Linked DNA regions of Drosophila melanogaster: all the other regions are linked to region 1. The links are chromatin contacts, called in public Hi-C and HiChIP or PLAC-seq maps. All regions are on one chromosome and are shown on one strand. The core of a region is the stretch at or near the end of the contact, and the rest is flanking DNA. Distances in the headings are between cores, read along the strand shown. Region 1 holds the start of CG5800. Region 2 holds the start of Cdc50 (Cell division cycle 50). Region 3 holds the start of CG16952.

Region 1 (3,718 bases), core at 507-3,006:
CTGTGTCGTTATTCTAACCTTATTGTGTATATAGAGATATTAAACGCACCGGTTTTTGGCGGAAGAGCGCTTCGAGGAGCGTTCAATACGATTGTGCAGATTTGTCCTGGGATAGCATTCATCGACGAGGCGCTCGGTCTTCTTGGGCGATTCGCGCAGCTCCTTAACGTCCACGTTCTCCTGGGTTGCTTGTTTCCGCATAAACTTTTCGATAAGCGCATCGCACGCCAGATTCTTACTCGGCTCCCAGGAATCATCCTTCGGTCCATACTTCTTCCATCGGATCTTAAACATGTCGCCCTCCTTGGTGGCAACGTGATCAAGAATTTTTTCGACTTCCCATTGCTTTTCTGGGTCGATTGAATCGTCGGCTTTCTTGGTGCCGGCGTTCCGTCGACCACGTCCCTTAGCCTTCTTAGCGTTTGGCGAGGACTTCGATTTAGCTGCAACCTTCTGCAAAGCAGCAAAGATAAAAAAGTTGGACTTCATTGATCAAAATACTGTCCTATAAATAAAATGAATCTTAAAGTATGAGGCATTTTTGGCCAAGATAACCGCCATATAACGAAATTACTCTCAACTGACTACACTTTCTCATCAGCGTTTCAGTGTAATGTTTTAAAAGCATACATTTTTATATGTACGCCAGTTAGCGCTAATGATTTCGAATAATAGTACAGTCATCATAATCTAACCTTTTCGAAAGGTTTTGAGTCTCAATGTTTTGTAATTGCTGACTAGAATTTCGTAGAATTTACTGAGGGTTCAATATCTAATTGGGTCTAGTATTTTTTGATTTCTCGAATTGATGTCTCACCTGGGGTTGAGCTGATTTCTCATCCTCTGTTCCAGCATCGACATCGGATTCCGAATCCTTTTCAGCAACCTTCTTGCCATTTTTGACGGAAGAAGTCGAAGCCCTGCTCAGCTTGCGCTTCTTGATCGGACTTGATGCATGTGCAGAGGCTTTGGAGGTGGAGGGCAGTTCATTGCTATCTTCCGTTTCACCGCGCACGGATCGCCGTGTCTGGCGTTTGATATTTGGCTTCCTTGGCGAACTGTCGGCACTAGGGTCTACATCGGAATGATTAGCATCATCATCCGAATCCTCTATAACGATTTTTTTGCCATTTTTGCGGGGCGAAGTGGTGGCGTTCCTGGCCTTGCCCACCTTGCGCTTGTTCCTTGCAGCTGGTACATCCACGTTGGAGGTAGAGGTCTGGCAATCGCTGTCTTCGCTGTCAGAGGCCACAGTCAGTTTGGCCTTTCGTTTGTTCGGCGTCTTCCTGGACGATCGACCTGTCCCATTGGACTTTTGCTGGTCAATCTCCTCGTTTTCGCTCTCGTTGGCGACTCCGTTCCTGCGCTTACTTTCTGCCACCTTCTTACTCGCCTTGGCCATAATGCACTTGTTTATCCGGTTGTGTGACAACGTCCAATTTGCTCTACGGTGGCGATTTCAATTGCCGCGTACCAGCAAAACAAATTCTTTATAGAGTTTTTTGACGACTGTACACTTGGCAGTGTTACCAGACTGCAAGAAACAAAAAATCACGAAGTCGGGATATGCAGTTTTATAAATATATATATATTTATATTTCCTGGGAATATTTATTTAATGTTTATCAATCGAGATCCCGAGATCGAATCGAAGTAAGAAAGTAAGAAAATTAATTCTTTCCAAATTTCTAGAAACGGTAATACAAATTAGTGGTCGATACATTCGACTTGAAATGCGAATTAATCGATTGAATAATCGTTTCTTCTCTCATCCCTAATTCCAACCGCGTGCGAATTTCAATACGTTTCGAAACGACCGCATTTTGGTCAATAAACAGAGGGTATGCAGCGCCAGAAACCCAAGGGACCCGGCAAACCGGGTTCGCGTTTCAAGCCGGGATCCGGCACGTTCAAAGGAGCTGGTGGTGGCCGGAAAAGCGGCGACAACAGCCAGAAGCGTCCGCGCCAGGAGATCAACAAGTCGCGACTGGCCGCCACCGAAGCGGAGATCCAGGACCTCAAGACCAAATACGCAGAGATCGATGCTACTGCCATTAAGAAGTTCGCCCAGTTTCCGCTGTCCAAGAAGACCCAAAAGGCACTGGCGGAGTCCAAATTCGTGCATCCCACGCAGGTGCAGCGGGACAGCATTGGACCCGCACTGCAGGGCAAGGATGTGCTGGGCGCGGCCATCACAGGCAGTGGCAAGACACTGGCCTTTCTCATACCCGTAAGTTGGTCCTCGTCCCTTCTTCGAAAGAAATTGCCGGCTGTAAGTTATATATGCAATGGTCCATTTATTGCAGGTTCTGGAGCATCTGTTCATGAACAAATGGTCGCGCACCGATGGCGTTGGCGCTATCATCATCTCGCCCACCCGCGAGCTAGCCTACCAGATCTTCGAGACCCTAAAGAAGGTGGGAAAGCACCACGACTTCTCCGCCGGCCTCATCATCGGAGGCAAGAACCTGAAGTTCGAGCGCACTCGCATGGACCAGTGCAACATACTGATCTGCACACCCGGAAGGCTGCTGCAGCACATGGACGAGAATCCTCTCTTTAATACGAGCACCATGGAGATGTTGGTCCTGGATGAAGCCGATCGCTGTTTGGATATGGGTTTCCAGAAGACCCTGAATTCAATCATAGAAAATTTCCCACCAGTGCGTCAAACGCTGCTATTCTCGGCCACGCAAACGAATACGGTGCAGGATTTGGCGAGGCTTAATCTAAAGGATCCGGTCTACGTAGGCTACGGAGGAGCGACGCCAAGAGAAGAGCCCAGCGCCAGCACGAAGAAGACTCCGAACACAGCTGTCTTGGCAGTTCCTGAGCTTTTGCAGCAGAGTTATGTGGTGTTGAACCTGGAGGACAAGATCACCATGCTGTGGTCGTTCATCAAGAACCATTTGAAGCAGAAGATCATTGTGTTCGTGGCCAGTTGCAAGCAGGCCAAGTACCTGTACGAGATATTTTGTAAACTGCGGCCGGGTAGCCCGCTGCTGGCTCTCTATGGAACGCTCCATCAGGATCGTCGCATTGCCATCTACGAGGATTTCCTTCGCAAGAGCCACGTCGTTATGTTCTCCACTGATGTGGCATCGCGCGGTCTGGACTTTCCTGCCGTCAATTGGGTGGTGCAGTTGGACTGCCCGGAGGATGTTTCACAGTACATTCATCGAGCTGGACGATCTGCGCGGAACAAGACACGCGGCGAGTGTCTGTTGGTTTTGACACCCAGCGAGGAGGAGTACATGATTAGTGCGCTTAAGGAACAGTTGAATATCGACATTCGTTGTGTGCAAATCGATCCCAAGAAGCTCTTCTCTCCGCGCGTCAAGATCGAGGCCTTTCTGGCCCAATTTCCCGAACTGAGGGCAACCGCCCAGCGCGCCTTCCTCTCCTACATAAAATCCGTGTTCCTGATGCGCAACAAGCGCTTGTTTAATGTGTTCAGCCTGGATCTAGATGCATTTGCCCAATCGCTCGGCTTGGCGGTTACGCCGCGTGTTCCCTTCCTCGAAAAATTCCTGTGGCGCCAGAAGCAGCTACAGCAGCAGAAAGAACAGGGTGATAACGCAAAATCGATCAATCCATTGCTCAGCAAGCTGACCAAGCAGCAGAGCTTTGGCGGCGGTGACGAGGATGAAGAGAACAGTGATGACGAAGACTTTATCAAGGTGAAACGTAAGGATCACGATGTGGAAGGAGAGCCAGT
Region 2 (3,666 bases), core at 531-3,030, 1.2 Mb before region 1:
TGTGGGAGTGGGGGATAAGGGCAGGATGAATGACGATCGGTACAATGAGGATGAATCAACGATGTGCGATGATCAACTCACCTGCGACTGCATCGCATATGAATAAATAGCAGGGCCAGGCCCAGGGTGATGCAAATGGCACCCACCACAATGTACGCAATGCCCAGGAACGGGTTCTTGCCACCGAGCACGGATGTGGTGGAGAGTATCATTCGCTTCGTGCCGTCGAACGACACCACCGGATAATCTGAAGGGCAAAACACAAATACATTAGATACAGCATTCGCGATATCCCAGCCATTCGTACTTACTATACTTAATGTTAAGCGTATAATTGCCAGACTTCAGGCCGTTGGCATAGTTGGTGTTCGTTTGGTTGAGACGGCGATATAGCTTCCGGAAGCTGGGCAGAGCGGCGGTGCGCATCCACACGATCAGATCCTCGTTCTGGAAGCCATTGTTGTCCGGATTCTCCGGGTCCAGGTCGGCCAGACCCTTCTGCCAGAAAATTGGCTTTGAGAAGCCCTCAAGGGAGACGTTCAGGTTACCCTCTGGGTTTCGGAACTTGACGCGCTTGTCCGACGGCCAGGCAATGCCCGTCTTCAGCAGCTTGATCTCGGATCCACCCTGCAAGAGGGTCAGCGTGTCTGGAAGATATCAATGTTAGTTGCGGTACAGTCAAGGTAGTTTCTGTGCCGCACCATTGAACAGCGAGTTGGCAATGGCACCGCAGGGCGCGATGGGCTTTCCGGAATCGGGATCATAGGCGAAGGGGGCACAGTCTGTACTGGGCGTTTGCGACAGGTGACCCAGCAGCTGCTCGTCGTCCCGTGACTTCACATAGCGCCGATGGTTCTGATAGTAGTTGGTCAGTCCGTAGTACATGTATACCACACCCTTTAAAAAAGGAAGTTAACGAAATACTTAAATGAGAATCTCTTTCTAAAGTATTATAAGGAATCCAAATCCACTATCAATATCATCAATATCTTTTCCAAACCTGCTAAAAGCAATGTTGATAAATGCCTTGCAGATTATAAAAGCAGCATATAGCTTTTCATTTGAACTACTTCACTACCTAAACTAAGAGCTGATTAATTGAGCTGGACAGCTACTGAAGCTCTGGATCCCTATAACTCACATTGAAGTCCGAGGGCAGGACGAAGGGCACCTCGCAGGGGCACGTAACGCCGGGGTTGGCCTCCAGATACTCCGCACAGGTGGTATTTCCGCCCGAGCGCCTGCACTTGGTGTAGTCGATGATCAGCTCGTTGGCGGTGTTGCTCAGGTGGAGCAGGACCACGCCGATGGGTATGAATAGAACTCCGATAACGAAGAAGGTGGGCAGTACGGTGCGGGCGGTCAGGACGGGCTGCCAGGCGGGCAGGCGCTGTTGCTTGAAGGCCGAATCTGTGGGTGGACAACATGGGAAACGGGCAAACGTGAGCGACTTGGCATGACCTCATGGTTAATGCAGGGACACCAGGATGGGCCCCGAAAATCGATTTGCCATTGGATATTAGTCATTCCCCTCCTTATCACTTGTTACGCAGACAAGTGTGTGTGAGTGTGTTATTGGGGGATTGGGATTTGGATGGGGCGACTCGCATGAAACTGGGTTTTCACCTGAAGGTCGCTTGGACTTCGCCGCTGCACTCTCCTCATTCTCCGCTTGCTGTGTGGACATGGTGGCTTATCTGGTTTCTCGCTATGCTCCTCGAAAAGCTCCTTGGTGTCCAAACGCTGCAAGTGACTCCAATTGAATAAAGTAAATACAATAAAATTTCGATGACAGCACATGAGTCATCGATATGTATCGATACCTGCAGTGATGGTATATATCGATGAAATTTTATCTATATTTAGCTTTTGCTCCATTTGGCTTACCTTTGAGAAATATGTTAAACTAAGGTAAGAGGAAAATCATTTGTCTCTCCAAATTCGTCGTAATACCTCCAAATGAGCAATGCTCTAGCCATCCCATTCAACTATCGATAGTCAGACCGCGAATAGTATCGATAAGGCGTCGCATGCAACCGCGTGGAGGCGGCGTTTTCGTTGTTGTGTCAAAACAATAAGCGAGCAGCAGAATATCAGCACACCCATCCAGCTAGCAAAGATAAAGGCGAAAAGGCTAGACCAGCAGAGATTGTGATTCACTTTGCCACCCACCAGTGCAGTACATACCCGCGCTCGCTAACATTCGATCCACCTAAACCACGGTAACACAGAAACGCCAACACACATACACACAGTACGCAGCGGCAATGAAAATCACAGTGACGACCAGCGATGACAAGGTCTTCTGCTTGGACGTGGCCCAGGATCTTGAGCTGGAGAATCTCAAGGCCCTCTGCGCGATGGAGATCGGTGCGGAAGTGTCCCAAATAGCGGTAATTTTCAACGGGCGGGAGCTTTCCAGCGACAAACAGACGCTGCAACAGTGCGGAGTCGGCGACGGCGACTTCATCATGCTGGAACGACGCAGGAGCGCCAATCGCCCAGGTGAGAGAGAGAGAGAGTTGAAATTCGGCGTTGGAATGGAAACGAGATGGGAAAGTGGAAAGAGCGGGGTGAAGAGAGGGGGAGCCATTATCCTTATGTGGGTCACGTTTTTCCCCGTGGAGGGGGGGGGATCTTGAGTGTGTTTTGGAGGATGGTGAAGGGGGTTCATTGGTCAGATAACGCGAATTCGCACAATAATAAAATTAATTATTGTCCTACATGATCCATAACACGTTTATATTCAAATGTCGCTTAAAAAATACTTCAGCAACATAATATTTAGGAAAAACCGGGAAACCCCGAATACGTAGTGCGAACATTTCATTTAACAATACTTTTGCAATGTGAAATTTGAACTGTGCTCATTTTTTTTTTAATTTGTTGGCGTTATTAGTTGCTAGATTTTTATGGAAAAGCGCAGCGAGCACAGCTCATCTTTTTGCGGCGCAATTGGTGTTAAAAATAAACGCCTTGCTTCGTCTGACTTTCTTTTCGCAAATTCCAAAAAAACAGCGGCACACAGACACGGGAAAGAACACTGGAAGTGTGTGCTGTTTCCACTGCAGCAGAGAGGGGGGTTCGGGTTCGGTGAGGAATGGGCATACCAATGAAAGTGGAGGAGCAGCAGCAGGTGCGTTGCCTTTGCCTCAGTCTCAGCCCCATGGATCCACCCACTTGGGCCGCCCACTGTGGCCGGACCACTGTTTTGTTGACCCCTGAATGCGCATTTGGCCTTGTCAGCTTGTCCATTGAAATGGGATCGTGTATATATAATTGTTTTGCTATATACATATGTACATATGTATGAATGGTATTTCTGCACACATGTGCACACATTTTGGCGACTGCAGACAGGTGTGGGCGGTGAACAATTTTCGATTTCATTTGACCATTGCACAGCACTTTGGACTCCATGACTCGCACGCGAGCAAGCTCATTTGGCAGCCAGAAAATGAGTTCAACTACATATCACTTATCTACAGATATGTACATATTATCTAGTTAACACAACTGCACTTGCATTGGTTTATCTCGCTAGTCTGATGTTTTTAATTCGATTATAGATCACAGATTAATTAAGTTCCATTCAAATTGGATGACGGTGATTTAATCTATCTCGACAAACGTTTATACATATGCACATATGTATATAAATGTTTG
Region 3 (3,355 bases), core at 257-2,756, 1.8 Mb before region 1:
GAAGGTTATCATCTCGGCCCCATCCGCCGATGCTCCCATGTTCGTTTGCGGCGTCAACTTGGATGCCTACAAGCCCGACATGAAGGTGGTCTCCAACGCATCGTGCACCACCAACTGCTTGGCTCCTCTGGCCAAGGTGATCAACGACAACTTCGAGATCGTCGAGGGTCTGATGACCACCGTTCATGCCACCACCGCTACCCAGAAGACCGTCGATGGACCTTCCGGCAAGTTGTGGCGTGATGGACGTGGCGCTGCCCAGAACATCATTCCAGCTTCCACTGGAGCTGCCAAGGCCGTGGGCAAGGTTATCCCCGCCCTCAACGGTAAGCTCACCGGAATGGCATTCCGTGTGCCCACTCCCAACGTTTCCGTGGTCGATTTGACCGTGCGCTTGGGCAAGGGTGCGTCCTATGATGAAATTAAGGCCAAGGTTCAGGAGGCCGCCAACGGACCCCTGAAGGGTATCCTGGGATACACCGATGAGGAGGTCGTTTCTACCGATTTCCTCAGCGACACCCACTCGTCGGTGTTCGATGCCAAGGCTGGCATTTCGCTAAACGACAAGTTCGTGAAGCTGATCTCTTGGTACGACAACGAGTTTGGCTACTCCAACCGCGTCATCGACCTGATCAAGTACATGCAGAGCAAGGATTAAATGTGGAACACCAAGAACACTACCCACCCACACTCTACGTAAAAGTTAAAGATTAGGGCGCGGTAGAATGGGGTGAGACACTTCAGAAACGGCCTGAAAATGGCATCACATAACTTATATATATATTGCTCCCCGGTGGAGCATCACCTACATACATATGCGCTATGCTCTGAAATGCTACTGTTTTCGCTCTTCAATTACCAGCCACATTGGAAAATTATTAATATAATACATCCATTATACACATAAATATGTTTACTGTTGTTGAATAAAGTTTCACTCTGTGTGTAGTTTTAAAAATGCCGACTCATAAGCATTTAAATATTTATTTTTGCCTTTTTATTTGGTATAAACCGTTGAAATACCTAAAATAGTATGAGTATTACTTTAAATTGTTTTTTTCATTTGCTATATTTGGAAGTAATATATATATAACAGAAATGTGTCGATATTTTTTTTAAGTCGATTGGTTTTTGAATGATTACATAACTTGTTAAAGTTTTCAAATAATTTTAAATGAGCCTGATTCTATGGTATTGTTATCGGCAAAAATCGGGCTTTTACAGATTTCGATAAGAGCGACCTTAAACCCTTCAGTTGAAGCAATGTATAAACAGAAGTTATCGATATTTGGAGAGACTAACGGTGGCATATTGTCTGTGTAAGCCTGGCTTTTTGGATACATTTCTGAGAAAATAATGTTTCTCTGCCGATTTATATTTGCATAATTGGCAAATATAATCAAATATTTTGGTTGACTGCATCATTTCAACAGCACTTCACCATTATATCGTTATCGATATTTAATCGCTTGCTATACCGTCTTTTCGATTAATTTTCTCACACGGGCACACTAATTTTCAGAACATTTTAATACTGGCATGTAAATAAAATAATCAATTGATGAAACCTTAAAATAAAATGTGAATTATTCAACATGCAGTAGCAACAAACGGACACAAATCAGCATAAGAGTTCAAGACTTCTGGTTCTTGATGAATGTAAATGAAAGTTACCGAGTGAAAACGCCATAACTTGTGTAAAACTGACGGGGCGAACAAAGAGTATGTTTTCCGAGCGAATTTAACGATTGTGCAGTGTGTGTGTGGTACACATTTTCCCCAACGAAATATAATGAAACATAAGTGCATCGGGTAAAATCATCTCGAGTTCACATCTTACGTATGTGCGTAGTGAACATAAATCTGTATACATATTGGTATATACATATGTATGTATGTTGGAGATATACGTGCGGACGCTTTAATAATTAATATTTATAAACGGTGGCTAAACATTTCGAATATCTTTGTTAACATTATACCGTAACTTGTAATGTTTTTCAATGCAAATTGTACACATGTATAGAAATTTTAATAGATGTTCAGTTGCACATGTGCAACAGTGCGTTTCTCTATACATATGCTCATCTATTTTTGTGCATGTAATTTTAACATTTCAATGTTGTTCATGAATGAGTTTTGGAAAATATAGTCCAATTTAAATAGCGGTTAAAAATGCTGGAAAAAGTCTTGTAAGAATGTGTATTTGGCTGCAGATGTGAACTGTTTATACATACATATACATATGTACATATGGCACTGTCGTATTGGCAACTTCGTGTGTACATAAGAGTATATATGTGTGTATGTATTTTGTGGATTTAAGAGAAACGAAATATTAGAATGTAAAGTGCTTGCTTTTAATGGTTTCAAAAATGTAACAGTGGAAGTTTGTAAAAAGATTCATAATATTTCTACTTTTGCTTAACAAATTCCCTTCAAATGCAAAGCAAATGCTTGCTGTTACAGCTTTAAAATGTGATTTTCTTATTTTTCTAAGTGGGAATGTCCCATTTAGTTTCAAATATATACATACATATGTGGGTCAATGTAGCACCTACTCAAAAATCTATGTATGTACATAATATAATGGTCCCACTTTTCGTTGTTTATTTTGTCGATATGTTGCCATGTATGCGTGCATGTGTGTGCTAATTTATATCTTTTAAAACAATATCTTCCAGATAAACAACATTATTTAGGCTCGAAACAAATTTTTCAAGGCTAAACTTTCCTGCAAACATGAATAACTTTTGGGGGCTCTAGGATTTTAAGCTGGCCAATCGGTTGGCTTCTTATCAAAAACAGTAAACAATTGGATCTCGAAGACTGAATGCAATAGCACAGGTTTGTACTGGTTATTTAAATAAGGTATATGAAAAACTAAAATTAACAAGAGATTCTCTCCAAAAACATTAAAAATGCATGTCCTGCGAGTTTTTTACATGTGAGGGGGCGGAAAAGGCGTGGCCACAACTTGAAACAACTGTTAACTTTTGTTTTTCGATAACATAACATTAAAATGTTAGCAGCAACAAGATTAACATTGATGTTTATAGGAAACCTATTGTTTTTTTTTTTAGCTAGAAAAGAATGATAATATAGTTACTTTGATATTAACAATATTATTTTCTTTTTTCTTTAAAAATATGTTACTAAATTTGTTTTTATCTTAATTTCAGAAAGATCTGTCTGGTGTCATCATGTTCACGAGAAAATACTTTTTTGTTAAGGGTTCAAGGAGTTCCCAAAGCTGAATTTATAAAATGCTGAAAGAATCCTTGCACAAAAAGGTAACGAACAAATAAATTATATAGTTGCTATGTTGTATCTTATAGATCGCTTTTTTTCAGAA

The links. A called contact is a pair of places that touch in the nucleus more often than the background predicts. HiChIP or PLAC-seq counts read pairs in DNA pulled down with a chosen protein or histone mark.
Region 2: a contact with region 1 is called in a Hi-C map of the Kc167 cell line, with 2.5 times the contacts expected there. The contact joins the promoter of Cdc50 here to the promoter of CG5800 in region 1. A contact is called at or near these places in 27 of 107 Hi-C or Micro-C datasets (the Kc167 cell line, the ML-DmBG3-c2 cell line, the S2 cell line and 9 more) and 1 of 6 datasets of contacts at active chromatin or transcription factors (the Kc167 cell line).
Region 3: a POLR2A S2P HiChIP or PLAC-seq map of the Kc167 cell line shows a contact between it and region 1, with 5 times the contacts expected there. The contact joins the promoter of CG16952 here to the promoter of CG5800 in region 1. A contact is called at or near these places in 23 of 107 Hi-C or Micro-C datasets (the Kc167 cell line, the S2 cell line, brain and 6 more) and 1 of 6 datasets of contacts at active chromatin or transcription factors (the Kc167 cell line).

The regions. Positions count from the first base shown.
Region 1 is chrX:17,634,525-17,638,242 of dm6, forward strand. CG5800 reads left to right here and starts at 1,757. Exons shown (of 2, transcript NM_133002.2): 1 at 1,757-2,230; 2 at 2,307-3,718. The coding sequence starts at 1,844. CG8289 reads right to left here and starts at 1,520. Exons shown (of 3, transcript NM_133001.3): 1 at 818-1,520; 2 at 50-453. The coding sequence starts at 1,402.
Region 2 is chrX:16,439,516-16,443,181 of dm6, forward strand. Cdc50 (Cell division cycle 50) reads right to left here and starts at 1,781. Exons shown (of 7, transcript NM_001298398.2): 1 at 1,627-1,781; 2 at 1,142-1,410; 3 at 702-897; 4 at 312-647; 5 at 82-247. The coding sequence starts at 1,687. rngo (rings lost) reads left to right here and starts at 2,038. Exons shown (of 4, transcript NM_001298399.1): 1 at 2,038-2,505. The coding sequence starts at 2,268.
Region 3 is chrX:15,868,677-15,872,031 of dm6, forward strand. CG16952 reads left to right here and starts at 1,507. Exons shown (of 6, transcript NM_001298375.1): 1 at 1,507-1,812; 2 at 2,685-2,847; 3 at 3,183-3,293; 4 at 3,354-3,355. It overlaps Gapdh2 (Glyceraldehyde 3 phosphate dehydrogenase 2), which reads left to right. Exons shown (of 2, transcript NM_080714.4): 2 at 1-985. The coding sequence ends at 658.